Linked DNA regions of Mus musculus: regions 2 and 3 are each linked to region 1. The links are chromatin contacts, called in public ChIA-PET and HiChIP or PLAC-seq maps. All regions are on one chromosome and are shown on one strand. The core of a region is the stretch at or near the end of the contact, and the rest is flanking DNA. Distances in the headings are between cores, read along the strand shown.

The links. HiChIP or PLAC-seq counts read pairs in DNA pulled down with a chosen protein or histone mark. ChIA-PET counts read pairs in DNA pulled down with a chosen protein or histone mark.
Region 2: a contact with region 1 is called in a RAD21 HiChIP or PLAC-seq map of pro-B cells, with 4 times the contacts expected there. The contact joins two enhancer-like sites. A contact is called at or near these places in 5 of 39 promoter capture datasets (embryonic stem cells, liver, pre-B cells and 2 more), 2 of 15 datasets of contacts at CTCF or cohesin (large pre-B cells and pro-B cells), 13 of 484 Hi-C or Micro-C datasets (B cells, ECoMG-derived neutrophils, astrocytes and 9 more), 8 of 115 datasets of contacts at active chromatin or transcription factors (astrocytes, effector CD8 T cells, embryonic basal ganglia and 4 more) and 1 of 9 other capture datasets (embryonic stem cells).
Region 3: an RNA polymerase II ChIA-PET map of memory CD8 T cells shows a contact between it and region 1, with 48 read pairs. The contact joins two enhancer-like sites. A contact is called at or near these places in 1 of 484 Hi-C or Micro-C datasets (pro-B cells), 7 of 115 datasets of contacts at active chromatin or transcription factors (the 230-238 cell line, effector CD8 T cells, extraembryonic endoderm stem cells and 4 more) and 1 of 9 other capture datasets (embryonic stem cells).

The regions. Positions count from the first base shown.
Region 1 is chr14:25,545,061-25,549,544 of GRCm38.p6, forward strand. All of the region lies in intron 3 of Zmiz1 (zinc finger, MIZ-type containing 1), which reads left to right. Among named protein-coding and RNA genes, the nearest start is that of Mir3075, 13 kb to the left of the region's middle. Within about 2 kb of position 2,366, at least 73 of the 459 cell types and tissues checked have an H3K27ac peak or open chromatin away from gene starts, as enhancers often do. A contact at or near this core is called in the 230-238 cell line, effector CD8 T cells, memory CD8 T cells and 1 more, where this site is marked.
Region 2 is chr14:25,121,566-25,126,049 of GRCm38.p6, forward strand. No RefSeq gene overlaps it. Among named protein-coding and RNA genes, the nearest start is that of Gm32224, 4.2 kb to the right of the region's middle. Within about 2 kb of position 2,541, at least 20 of the 459 cell types and tissues checked have an H3K27ac peak or open chromatin away from gene starts, as enhancers often do. A contact at or near this core is called in pro-B cells, where this site is marked.
Region 3 is chr14:25,159,921-25,164,404 of GRCm38.p6, forward strand. No RefSeq gene overlaps it. Among named protein-coding and RNA genes, the nearest start is that of 4930572O13Rik, 19 kb to the left of the region's middle. Within about 2 kb of position 1,956, at least 27 of the 459 cell types and tissues checked have an H3K27ac peak or open chromatin away from gene starts, as enhancers often do. A contact at or near this core is called in the 230-238 cell line, effector CD8 T cells, memory CD8 T cells and 1 more, where this site is marked.

The DNA of each region.
Region 1 (4,484 bases), core at 1,116-3,615:
GTTAGAGGCTAGCCTTGGCTACATGAGACCCTGCCCATCAATACATCAATCAATCAATCCCTCAATCAGGCCCCTTTATTACTCTTTACATACTTTCTTCCTGGACTTAACCCCAACTAGGTACAGCGCTGCCTACCTGTAGTTAGAGAATGTCTCTTCCTGGAAGCAAGCCCTTTATAACAGAAAGGAAGCAAGCGATCTCCAGCCTTGAGCTGTGGGCCGTGTGATAATTCGGGTGTTTAAATGAACACAGAGCTCCAGGGAGAGGCATCGTCTGACACTGAACTATGTGAGTTTCCCAGATCTCCCGGCTCTGCCCCAGAATGCACTGACCAGTGCCCGGGCATCCTTCCTCAGAGGCCTCCAAGCTGTGAAGGCATAGGGCGTGGCCCCTGTGAAAATAGGTTAGAGGGCTGCAGGAACGGAGGACACCCTGCTAGCTCTGGCACTGAGGTAACCAGAGGCATAGGAGGGGACTGAGGAAGAATTTTAAGAATCTACTTTGATGGCTAAATGGTGAGCGCAAGTGACTTGCCCAAGGCCACTGAACCCAAATTTAGCAGTCAGTCAAGGTGTCACCGTGTGGGGTGCACATGACTGCTTGAGACTATGCGCTGTGTGTCAGGAGAGCCTTAATGGTAGCTGTATTGGTTAGTACTTGCTCTCATTTCTTTGTGTACGCCATCTAACTTAAACTTCCTAGATGTTTGTTTTAACCCTGGCGTGGGGGTACTCGCCTACAGTTCAGAGCATTGCCGGCGCCAAAGGAGGATTACCTCAAGTTTGAAGCTAACTCCGACTGCGCCAAAGGAGGATTACCTCAAGTTTGAAGCTAACTCCGACTAAATAGTAAGACTCTGCTTGGGGAGGGGGGCGGGACTTAACACCAACCACAAATTGTTTGTAAACTAAGGCACTGATGGCTACGCTAAGCACTCCACCCATGGCCACACACCCAGTGGAAGGCAGAGCCAGAATGTGAACTGGCCCCACCTGACTTTCAGGCCTGAGCCCCAGCCTCAACCATGGGCATAGGGAGCCACCTGCATCTTTACAGGGATAGGGCTGGCTCCCTGTTAGTTCCCATAAGACAGGGAGCTGCTTGGAGAGCCACAGCAATGCTATCTGCAAAGCACCTGGGCTCGGCTCATCTTATTTTCTGACTAGTCGGGGTAAGTCCAGGAAGAAAGTGTGTAGAGTAATAAAGAGGGAGGATGGATCCTTGCCATCCAGTGGGAGCTAGCCTTATCCAGGAATACCAAAATGGCCAGCATATCCCATGCTGTCAGCTGTGGCACAGGACACCCAGGTAGGAGCCTTCTTAGCATCCTCTAAGGTAGTCAATGTACCCAGTTTACTGTAGCTGCAGAACCAAAGAGAGTCTTCTGTAGGGCTGCCTGAGACCCACAGCTCCTATGAGAGGCACAGGGAGAAGCCATGCTGAACTGGATAGAACATGAGACATCAGGAAGAAAGCCAAAGCTAGTCCCATAGCTGAGCACTCAGGTAGAGCTCCAGAGAGACTCCTAGGAGGCCTGTCACAGGACAAAGCCCTGTGGGCACACCTTTGTTTGATGGGCAGTGGGGAGCCAGTGAACGTTGAGTTAGTAGAAGAACACAAGGCTATTTCTTCTCAGTTTCCATGGAGGGGATATTCATGTTGGGAACCCCTTCTACAGAATAGTTGCCCTCTTGCAAGCCCAGCCTTTAAAATGGAAGTCTAGTACGGGTGGGGACTAGCATGTTCAAACTGTTCATCAGAGATGGGATGCTAGGGTGGTAAAGAGCTCATTGAACAAGCCAAATGGAGATGTTAAGGGCCAGGGACTCTGAGGATGCAGCCATTGAGTGTCTCCTGCCTTGGGGGGAAACCAAGGCCTGGAGTTGAGAAGTGTTTGTCTAGAAAGGCCCAGAGCCCTTAGAGTAAATGCATAGCTCTGGCCTCTATCCGCCACAGCTCCAGTCTGCACCTGTTCTCCCGAGGGAGATCTCTTCCTGCATGTCTCTGACCTCAAGCCAAAGACGATGCATGAAACCCGGAACAGCTCACCAGGATCAGAGCAAGAGACAGTGAAATCCTTCTTTTACCCCTAGACGTTGAGGCTGCCGCCCTGGCTGGCCCGTTATAAGTGTGCAGTGGTCCACTGGCATTGCTGCCACCCTGGGCCTAGAACAGTTCCACTGGGTTGGAAATTTGCCAGCCTGGGTTGTGGTCTGCAGAGTGCTCCTGGGTGCTCAGCTGCTCGCAGCGTGAAATATGATGGGTACCTGTGGCTGAAGCTGCTGGAGGAGTGACATCCTGAGTCTCCGTGCAGCCCAGCCTGCACACACTGCCTAGCAGGACCTGTGAAATGAAAACATGTGTTTCCTGCTGGAGGCCGACACGGGGCTGGGCTCCATGCGGCCTTGGTAAGCTGGCCCGCTCTCAGGAAGCCCTGCACCACCCCCACCCCACCCCACCCCCCAAAGCAGTGCCACAAAAACAGTGGAAAAGTGAGCCTGCTCCAAGGCTGTTTCCACTGTAAACAGTGGCTCTTCAGCTGGTCCCCAGCCTCCTGAGTCAGGGCCAGACTCCTCCACCCTGCCTGAGAAGTACCTCAGCTGCCCTCCAGCCCGACAGTGGCCCACTCATAGAAGAAGCTCTCTGAGCCTTACTTGCACTTTAGATATAATCTGTCAAGACCCCTTTGTCTTCATGCACAGCCTGTGAAGTGAGAAGGCAAGTTCAGGAAGCACATCGGCACACAGAGAAGGACAGAGCATGACCAGTGTCACACAGTAAAGACAAGGCTGACACAGTCTTCTTCTGGGACTGCGGGTCTCAGAGAAAGATTCTGAGTGGTGTTCACTGTCTGATGCAACCTGGGTTTCTTTGAGTTTGTGCCATAAACTCAGGAAGGCAGCAGCATTTAGTGGGAGCCACATCTTCGTTGCCGATTTTAATAATGTCCTGTTTTCCTTAGTAACGCGTGTTACTTGTGGCCAGCCTGACAGTCACAGAAGTGGAAGGAGAAAAACAGAACTGCCCTGACTCTGCCCAAGGGTTCCTTCTTGCCTTGCACTGGGCTCCCCGCCTCCCCCCCACCCCCTACCCCGCCTTGTCACTTCCTAAGATCCTTTCATCTGTTGATCGTACGTCATGAGCAGATTTTGAGGGTCACTGTTTTTAAAAACCAGGGTTCTTCATGGCCCCAAGGAGAGAATGAGAGTACGTGACAGTTAGTTTTCTCCTGCCCACACTTGCTAGGATGGGTGCTACCAAGGATGCCATGAGGAGGTGCCCACCCTACAAGGAAGCTTCTAGAGAAGGTGGATTTACATGGGCCTGGGAGCTAGGTACCAAGAGGCTCAGTTTTGTAGTTTGACATAGGTTGCCTGTGGTTCACCCTGAAGCCAACTCAGCTGTGCCCAAGCTCTTTCTGTTAACTGCAAACATGACAATGCCTTCCTCCATTCACTTGGTCCAGATGTCAGTATCGAGTGCCTTCTGTATCTGTGTGCAAATGGTTAGGAAAGCCAAAAAAAAATAAAAAAGGCCTCAGGCCCCCACCTTCCCCTCCTGTCACCCGCTATGCCCCAGAAACCCAGCCAGGTCCCTCTTTGGAACCCTCACCAAGTCAGATCTGGAGGCCAGCTGGGCTGTGGGGGCAGCAGAGGTTCCAGGAGGAGCTATCTCCGGTCCCCTCCATCCGCCGACGTCCTTGGTGGCCCTGAGACAGCTTTATGGAGGACAGATTGAGGCTGTCTCCCTCCTGGCAGGTTTATTTCTTCATCTTTCAAACCCTGCTCTGATTTTTTCCACCTTGGCCTTCCCACCCCCACTGGCTGCCTGGCAAGCTTCCTCTCCCTCCCCGTCATCTGTCAGCCTGGCGAGGCAGAGGGCCACTGGCCTCCCAGGTGATTGACTTATGGGAGAGGCAGGCCAGGCTCTGCAGGAGTCCTTTTGGCTTCCTGCCTGGGAGAAGACTGGGGAGACTGGTAGGGTGGCCACTGTGAGCCATGAGGCCCCAGTGTGTCTCCACTCCATTTAGACAGCCCTGCCTGCTGGCCAGGCCACCCCTGCTCAGGCCTCAGTTTCCCTTCCGGAAGGAAAGGCATGCCCAGAGCTAGCAGAAGGCAAGATGGTCAGAGCAGCCGACTTCTGCCTCATTATGGAACACTTCCTAAACGATGCTGTCACTGAGCTGGAGATCAGAGATACATGGAGGAAGAAGAGAAGGGAGATACACATTTATAAAGAGCCTACTGCGTGCAGCTACCACCACCCCTGCCCCCAACAGCAACCTAAAGAGATAGTCATTGGTAGCAACAGGTCAGAATTATTTTGACAGGTCGGCAGGCTTTACTTATTTGCTGTTAGTTATTTTCTTTTCTTTCTTTTTTTTTAAAGATTTATTTATTTCATGTATGTAAGTATACCTTACTTACAAGTACACCGTCGTACACAAGTATAAGTAGTTACAAGTACACTTACAAGTACACCG
Region 2 (4,484 bases), core at 1,291-3,790, 420 kb before region 1:
GTGGACACCTCCCAGCTACGAGGTGGACAACTTGCTGTGTCTTGCAGCCCCACCATGACGAGCTGCATCCCTACAGGCTTGGAGCAATAGGACCAACTGATCACGGGCTGAAAGCACCAAAACCATGAACCCAAAATAGGTTTCTCTTTATAGACTAGTGTCGCCATTATTTTGTGTCAGATACACAAAGCTGATTCATACATTCCATAGGTGCTCAGGAGCTAAAGAAGGAAGGGAACTAGATCCCTGCATTTATTGTACATATATCATATACCTGTTATTTGCTAATTGCTGAGTACCTCCTATGTTTCCAGTCATTACAAAGCCCCTGGGTGATATGTAAAGCATTTATTTCTTAGCCTTCCTTCAGAGGGGCTCACAGAGGTGACACAGTTGGCCTAGAGTGACATAGATGTAAGATAGAAAAATAGGATTCTTGACCAACCTAAGACTAGCACCTGGGCTCTTTTGTCTTAAGAAATTTCTGCCCCCAGAGCTTGCGATAACGGTAAGAGACATAGGCTCATATCAACTCCAACAGGCTTTTATAGGTGACAAGACATGCCCAAAGCTTGGCATGCAGAGATCACAAGTCCTGAGTCAAAACCCTCACCTGCGGGTACCTAGCATTCTTCATGCCCTGTGCCCGGAATGTGAAGGAGATCCATGGAAAAGGGTAGGAACCGGATGCATAGAAAATCTTGGAAGAAAGACTACCACATCTCATAAAATCTGGAGCTATTGCCAGCTGAAGGACCTTGGGGATCCTACGACCCCATAAACATATAGAGGGGCCGTCAATTCCTCCCACAAGATTGCCTCAGAGGTCTAGGGTCCAGCTGTGGCCCTATAATTACTGATGCTGTTTCTGCCACATAGGGATAAAGAGCCAGACTAGAGTTTCTCAACTGCAAAACTGACCAGCTGTATGGCCTCCGCTTTCCTATTGTAGGGAGAGACTTTCTGTTTCCTTGGCACTGGGCTGTTCCAGGGGAGGCAATATCTTCCTAGTATGTCTCCTAGACTCAGGACAAATGAAACAAGGTAAAAAGATCACCCCAGGTGAATTTGAGAACAGGTCACCAAGAGCTAGATTTTGCTTGGAAATAAGATGCCACCATTTGACACATGTAAGGGGATCCAGGTATTCTCATGACACCTTCTTGAGGCTCTTCCGTTGATGTCACAAATCCCTACGGTCAATAAAGTACTTGTTGCACAAGCACGAGGACCTGAATTTGGATCCCTTAGCACTCATGTGAAAAGGTTATGGTGGCATGACCTTGTAATTCCAACATTGGGGAGGGAGAGACAAGCTGGTCCCTGGGGCTCCATGGTCAATCGGCATAGCTGAAAGCATAGAGCTTCAAGTACAAGGGAGAGACTGTTTCAAAGGAACAAGGTAGAGGGCTCCTGTACAAGTGATGTTGTGAGTTGACCTCTGACCTCCACAGGCGCATGCATTCCTCCTCTACCGACAAATGCAAACCTTGTCTTTATTATCTACACAGAGCCCCACCCCATCCCGGAAAGTCCTCCGGCCATGGCCAGCAGGTACCATGTGCCTACTTGCCTTGGCCTCAACCCAAGGACAATGTTCGAGGATTTGAAGTTCTGGAGCTTTGGGTTCCTAATATCAGAAGGCCTCTGGACAGTGTTTCCACAAGCTACAGGCAAGAGATTTATTGCCCGCCAAGCTTGAACATCGATGGTGTTCTTTTTCCTCGTCCCAGAGCCTCTGAAGGAAAGCAGAGGGGCCCGTTGAACTCTGAGCTGCCTGTGGAGGGAAGGAATTGTCCACAGCGGTTGCATTGAACTGCTTCCAATGGTGAACATGCTCCCAAACTGACCAGCCTTGAAACAAGCCATCCAAGGTCAGAATGATCTTGAATGGATCTTTGCCGTGCCAGAGCCCCACCTGCTCTAGCGATGCCCCTGGGACTCAATATTGTACGTGGAGGAAGGGTGGGTGGAAGATACATCTAACCCTTTAGGGAATCATCTCTGTGGCAGAGTTTGGGGGACAGGGACCTTACTAGTCCCTGGCTCCTGGCCAGCCAGCTGCCAGGGGAGGCTAATGAAGCCCTATCAGTTCTTTGCCTTGTCCTTCCCTCTGGTTAATGGGGGTGGTCTTCACGGTGGCCGAATTGAGCCCAGGAGCCTGGAGCAGAGCCCTTAATGAGGGCAGCCTGGTGATGAAAGGCCCCTTAAGCTTCAGCCACCATTACTACACGATGAAATAAATGCAGTCGGGCTCAGAGCTGCACACGAATAAATTTGAATAGCAAGACACAAATGCGGCCCTTAACTCTGACGCGCAAATAGAGTTTAATACCGAGGTAAACTGAGACCGCTTTTATTTATTGCTGTGTAAATGTATTTAAAAAGTATTGGCTTTGTGCAGCTACAGAGGCCGGCTCCTCCACAGCCTGGCACTTTCATGCCCGCCGCTGTTATTAGAGCTGTAATGAATGGGCCACTCTGAGTGTGCTCTTCAGAAGGGCTGCAGAGGTACAAGATTAATGGGGTGACAGCATCGAAAGGTACAGACAGCCCCTGTTTCCCAGCCGTGGTGCGCTGTCTACAGGAGCACCTCTGCCTTTGTTTGCTCTGCAGTGGCTGTGAGGCTGCTGTGGATAAACGTTGGCAGGAGCCAGGCTCAGGGACAGAGGCTGCAAAGTGGAGGCAGCCCTGAGATCAGGGAACCAGGAGCCTGCAAGTCCCACTAGCCACCATGCTGGGGTCCAGCACCTTCTCCCTGCAGGGGGCGATCCCTTGTTAGCTACTAGCTGTTCCAGCTACTGCCCCCACCCCAGGCTGCACTGCACCTGCAGTCAAAAACACATCCACACTTGTTTTTGTGTCTGACCATCCATTGCCTCCCCACTCTTTCCTTTTTAGGGATCCTCTCATTGCTTCTGAAACCCAGTAGCAACCACATTCAAGGTGGGGAGTTGAGTGTGCTGTAGAGCTGCTTCGTAGAAAACGGCATGGTGCATTTAATATCCCTCTGTGGATAGGTCTGCAGGGCAGGGTGGTCAGATATTAATGCAAAAGTGAGCTCGGGCAGTGGTTCAAAGGGGGTGGAATGTCCTGAGCTGGGAATCCGCAAATCACTTACAGAGAAATTACTTAGAGGGTTGAAAAAATGAACTAGTATCTCACATCCCTAGAAGGAGGGTACTGAACACATTTTATAGATATGGACCACAGGGGCAGAAAGAGAAAAATGTATACCCAATGTTACACGGCAGAGGTGAAAATGACCCTCTTCAGTATATCAGGGTGGTGACATGCCATGGCTGGCTGGCAAAGCCTTCTTTCCTAACGTTCACACTTCAGTAATGGCCTGGGTAGCTTGTGAAGAACGGATGCTGGCTAAGGAGCAGGGATTTCACCTCTAGGCTCAGGGATGGGGATCTGGCAAAAGTACAGCAAGTAGAGGCTGTGTGAGCCGGGTAAGTTGCTCTGCCTCTCTGAGCCTCAAGTTGCTCATTTTTTTCAACATCCAATGCTGTGCGCTTTGCATAGAAATGCATACACCTACAATACTCAAACAACACGTGGCAAGGGGATGGATGGGGAGATGGCTAGGTCGGAAGGCACATGTGTAAGCAGTAGGACCTGAGTTCAAACTCCAGCACACAGGTAAAACGCCATGTGCTGTGAGTGTGCACCTGTAATCCCAGCACAGAGACGTGGAGCCAGGAGGATGCCTGGAGCCGAGTGACTTTAGGCACGTGGTGAACTCCAAGTTCAGTGAAATCAGGTACTGGGCAATACGGAGGACACTTGACCTTGACTGCTGGTTACATGCACTCTCTTCCTCTCCTTCCCCCTCCCCCTCTCTATATATCACATACACATGCACACACATACACATGCACACACATGCACATATGTACACATGTGAGACTGCATGTACTCCCCCACAAAATATGACACACAACAACACTGTTTTTGTGTGCAATTGGATGAACATAGTTAACAATAATATTGTAGATCTCAAAATCAGCACATGAGAGGTCTTTAAATGTTCTACACATAACAAACAGGTCAGGATCTAAGGGGATAGAAATGTTATTGTCTTTGTTTGATTATTATACACTGGATTCACAAACACTGCAACCATAAAAATGAATACTTACTGTCCTGGTTTGGAGTCAGGGGAGACAAGGTTTCACTACGTAGCCCTGGCTGTCCTGGAACTTGTTCTGTAGACCAGGCTAGTCTACAGAAACCCACAAGGATCTACCTGCCTCTGCCTCCCAAGTGCTGGCATTGAAGTCATGTACCACTATACTCAGCTAACTGAGTATGTCTTTAATCCAAACACAAGAGAGGCAGAGAAATGACTTGGTAAGGAATGGGACATAGACATGTGTCTCCCTCATTTAGCTTTAGCAGACAATAGTGGAGTGGCTTCCCCACACATATACAAGAGATCCAGCAGGGACCTCAGGCCCTAGCACGTGCCTCTCTCT
Region 3 (4,484 bases), core at 706-3,205, 390 kb before region 1:
CATCATCTTCTTAGTGACCACAGGGACCTGCTCAGTAAGAGCACCAAGGTAAGAGTAGAGTTCCTGTCCTGTTCAAGATTGCATCTTCACATTCTGTTTCTGTCACCCAGGAAGACATCCAAAGTCGAGGCACATCAGTTATGCCCTCCCAGAACACCCCAGAGCCTTGCTTTTCCTCTCTGAGAAAGAAGGAGGAGACTATTACTAAGTCAGTGTTTGTCACAATCCCCCAAGGGTTGTGGGCTAAAGCCCCAGTTCAATACACTGTGCTGGAGAAGATAGAAAGAATATGGCTCTCCTCATCTGTTCATCTGTGGGCTCTCACAGGCTGGCTAAGCACATGCACACTTACCTGTCCCATGAGCTTTGAGGGGATCTGGGATCCAGAAGCCAAGCATAGCTGTCCTTGTGGGGCAGAAGAGCATCTGGGATTGCCACACAGCAAATAGGCTTAGAATAGTCTCCCCACTTGGCTGACCCAACTAGACAGATGCTGAGCAACCCTCCTGATCGGTAACTGTGGTCTAGGTTAAAGACAGGCTACAGTGGTTTACCTCCATTGTCAATCTGGCTACAGTTAGAGACTCCTAGAACACAGAAACAGACCTTTGGGATGTCTGAAGATATTTTCAGAAAGGATTAACTGGCTATAGGTAAGATCCACTGGAATTCGGACCATACCACTCCTTATGGGATAGAGAGGGAGAGATGGGAGCTCCAAGTACAGAGATTCTCTTTGTTCTTAGCCCCCATGATGTGAGCTGTTCTACATCTCCACACTCTCCCATCATGATGGAGAGAACCCTCTGAAACCTTAGCCAAAAATACAGCAAACACACACACACACACACACACACACACACACACACACACACTAAAATAGCTGTACCAACATTTTGGTCACAGTGACAAATAGGTGACTAATATACCCAGGGCAATACTCATGGCTTGGAGGTAACTCTGTTGGGTTATTGTGCTTTGACAAAGAGCCTTCACTCTCAAGCTGGGTGGGGCACCTGGCCGGTCTTAGTGATGACAGGATTACATGGTTACATGGAGAGACGAACAAGGTGCTAAGAGACACCAGAGAATAACTGTGCTGCGTGTCAACCTTGGCACCTTGTCCATCCCTCTTTCTGTTCATCCCTCCCCTGGTTCACCTTAGCTGATCTCCTCACTGATCTTTTCCCTCAAGTCCTTCCCCTTTGCCTCCTGTCTTCTCAAAAGGACCCATCACTGCATATCAGAGCCATTTATGATCTACAGGGACATCTTGTCTGACTTGTACACTGCTGCAGCCCATTCATAGCACCATTCCACATTCTAGAATAAAAGTGGGGAGGAGAGAGCTGGGCACAGACATTCATGTCCCAGCCCCTTTCTCTGCTTCCCAGATGCTTCCTTAAATGGAATAATAAATAAATGATCATAAGACCGAGCCTGAGGGAGGTCACTGAGAGTTGAAACCAAAGAGGCCCGGGGAGGCCAAGGCATCACATCAGCCCTGCATGGAGACATTTGAGGGCTTCCTGGAAGAAGCAGAACTGAAGCTTGGAAAAGTCTCTGACTGTGAAGCATAGGCTGCCCTTCTGTACCCTTTATAAGCTCAATATGACTGTATATTAATTCAGGGTGGCAGACAGGATCCCACAACCACCAGATTGTTTATATTGTACTTGATCTTTGAACTAAAGTCCATGTTTAATGGAGGAAGCTTTGGAGGCAGAGGGGCATAGGCCATGGTAGAGTTAGGTAGCACTCTCTGTTCCTGAGAGCATCTTTTGGAGACCATGTCCTTGGATATTGCCAGACACTGGTCCAACCTCTTTTATCCTGGCTGTGCTGACACAGCTTGGTCTACTGCCTTCTTTTTATGCACACACTCACCCGACACTCACATCAAACCCTTCACAGCTAGGAAGGCTCTGAAGCCCCATGTGGGCATTCTCCACTGGAGGATGTGGGTATCACACCCACAGCCCTACAAAGGAAGGTCGGGGTCATCATTGGGCTCAACACCCAAGGAGCAGGCTTTGAGCTTGCTTGCACCCCAAGAGTTAAGGAGTATTGTCTCCTAGTGTTTGAGGGGGGCCATGTTTTTCAAGAATATTGTCTCCCAGTGTTTGAGTGGATCAGTGGTTTTCAGCCTAGCAATTTCATCACCACTCAAGCGTGAAGTGTGATCTGCAAGATGTGTTTGTCTGGCATCCAACCTCGGCTCCACCACATCCTTCCGAATTTCTCTGAAACTCAGCATCTTCCTCTGTGGAACCTCCCTGAAATGTCTGTTGTGCTTTCTCGAGAAAACTGATATTTTACTTTTTTTTTTTCGGTTAACCAACGTTTCTTAGAAACTAAAAGAAATCATCAAGACCAGGGTGGGGCCTAGGGAGCATAGGGCATGGCAACCTATAGACCAGGGAGTCTGCCAGCTGGTCCACCTGAGAAATGTGAGAGCTAGAAGAGAATACTCAGGATGCTGATAGCAAAGAGAAGGTATGCATCGGTGTGACGTGAAGCACCCTGTAGCCCTGAGGTGAGATCCCAGGCATGGCAGTATGGAAGATGTTGGCATAAAGTGAAACAGCATTTTAGTCAAAAACCTAAATTGCTAAAATTACCTAGAAAGGTAGACATTTCATCAGATGAAACCCCAAAGAACTTGGAGGGAAAATTTAAAGGATTGTATTGCTAAACATTTTTTTCACTAAGGAAAAAAAAGGCTTAAATAGCTTTGTAGAATGGTTTGTCAAAAGATTTTTTAAAATAATTTCAAGAGATTAAACTGTTTCCAATGTCTATACACTTTTCTAGGGTGTCTAAAAATGATATCCAATTCATTTTTATTAGTTGGAATATTTTTCATTTGTGTGTGTGTGTATGCATGCTCGTGTGTGTGTGTGTGTGTATGTGTGTGTGTGTGTGTGCACGTGCACAGCGCTATACTGTAGACTCTGGAGGCCAGATGATGGCTTTGGTCTTGGAACTGAATTTACAGATGGTTGTGAGTCACCATGTGGGTTCTGGGAACCAAATCCAGGTCCTCTGCAAAAGCAATAAATGCTCTTACCCACCAAGCCACCTCTCCAGCCCCACCCCACCCTGCTACCATGTTTACTGAGACACAGTCTCTTCATTGAACTTACAGTGTGCTGTTTTAGCTAGACTGGCTGGTTAGTGAAACCCTGGGACCCTCCTGTCTCTGCCTTCCCAGGGCTAGGCTGTAGTTATAGATGTAACCCACCACTTATATCATACATTGAGTGCTAGGTAGCTCAACCCGGGCTCATGCCTACGCAGTAAGCATTTTACCTTCTGAGTCATCTCCCTTGCCCCAAGTTGGAATAGCTTTAATAACTATGCCTGACAAATACAATATACAAAAACTAAAAAAAAAAATCCATAAAGTAACATTACTAGGGAATTTATATGTAAAAATTCTAAATAAATATGTATATGTATCAGATTTCAGAAGGGTGTTAAAAGAATAATGAAGTATGATTAGGCAAAATGTAGTCTGGGAACATTAAGTTCAAAGACAATTGACATATGCAGTTAAAAATAGTAAGAGAAAGCATAATTGTACCTTTGTAATCCTATTCAAATGTATTTACACAGAAAGTTCTGTGAGAACGGAAATTGTTAGACTGGATTTGATCAAAATAAGATGCCTTTGCCCTTCTCAGGACCATTGAGTATATGAAAATATGATCCACAGATGGGGGAAATAATTGTAAGATGTGTATCTGTTAGAGAAAGAGTGTGTATCTAGAATATATCTGAAACTCATATGCCCCAACAAAAAGGAAACGACACACAGTCTTGAAAGAGGTGGAGTATCTGAGCAGACCTCCACCAAAGACTACACATCAGCAGGCACTAGTCACTGGAGAAGAGGCACACCACCGTTGGTCAGAAGGACATAACTTTAGTGTAAGATCAAAGTCATGCCCAGTACATGTCTGTCAAATGACTCTAAGGAGCAGGAGTAGAAATACCTAGGTAGGAGCAGGAGATGAAGAACATGGGTGACCATGTGCCATCATGAGGGAGACTGATGACAGTGTGAACACAGGAGCAGGTGCTGGGACAGTAGGTGAGGTCTCAGGTGTGCTGCTGTAGGATTTCCCATCACAGACAAAACTCACCCAATGTGCCCCTAAAGTGATCCAGTTTTACCATAGATGCCTTGCACACAACAGTGCTGATCTCAAACGGTTCTGGAAAACTCTTTAGCATTCTGATTCATTGCTACCTCTGCCGGTCAGAGAAGTGATGTGTTTGGCTTGTTTGGGATTGTCCCTGCTTTCCCTCTCAGTGTCTGTCTACTAGGTGTGGAATGTTCTTTAAAGTCTCCTAAGGAGGACCCTGTGAGAATCGTGGAAGACACCATCTCTAACACACACCATCTCTAACCCAACCTCTTGTGTGGGATGGCTACTCAATAAGCAGAAGGATTCCTCTTTGTTTTCTAACCCTCTTAA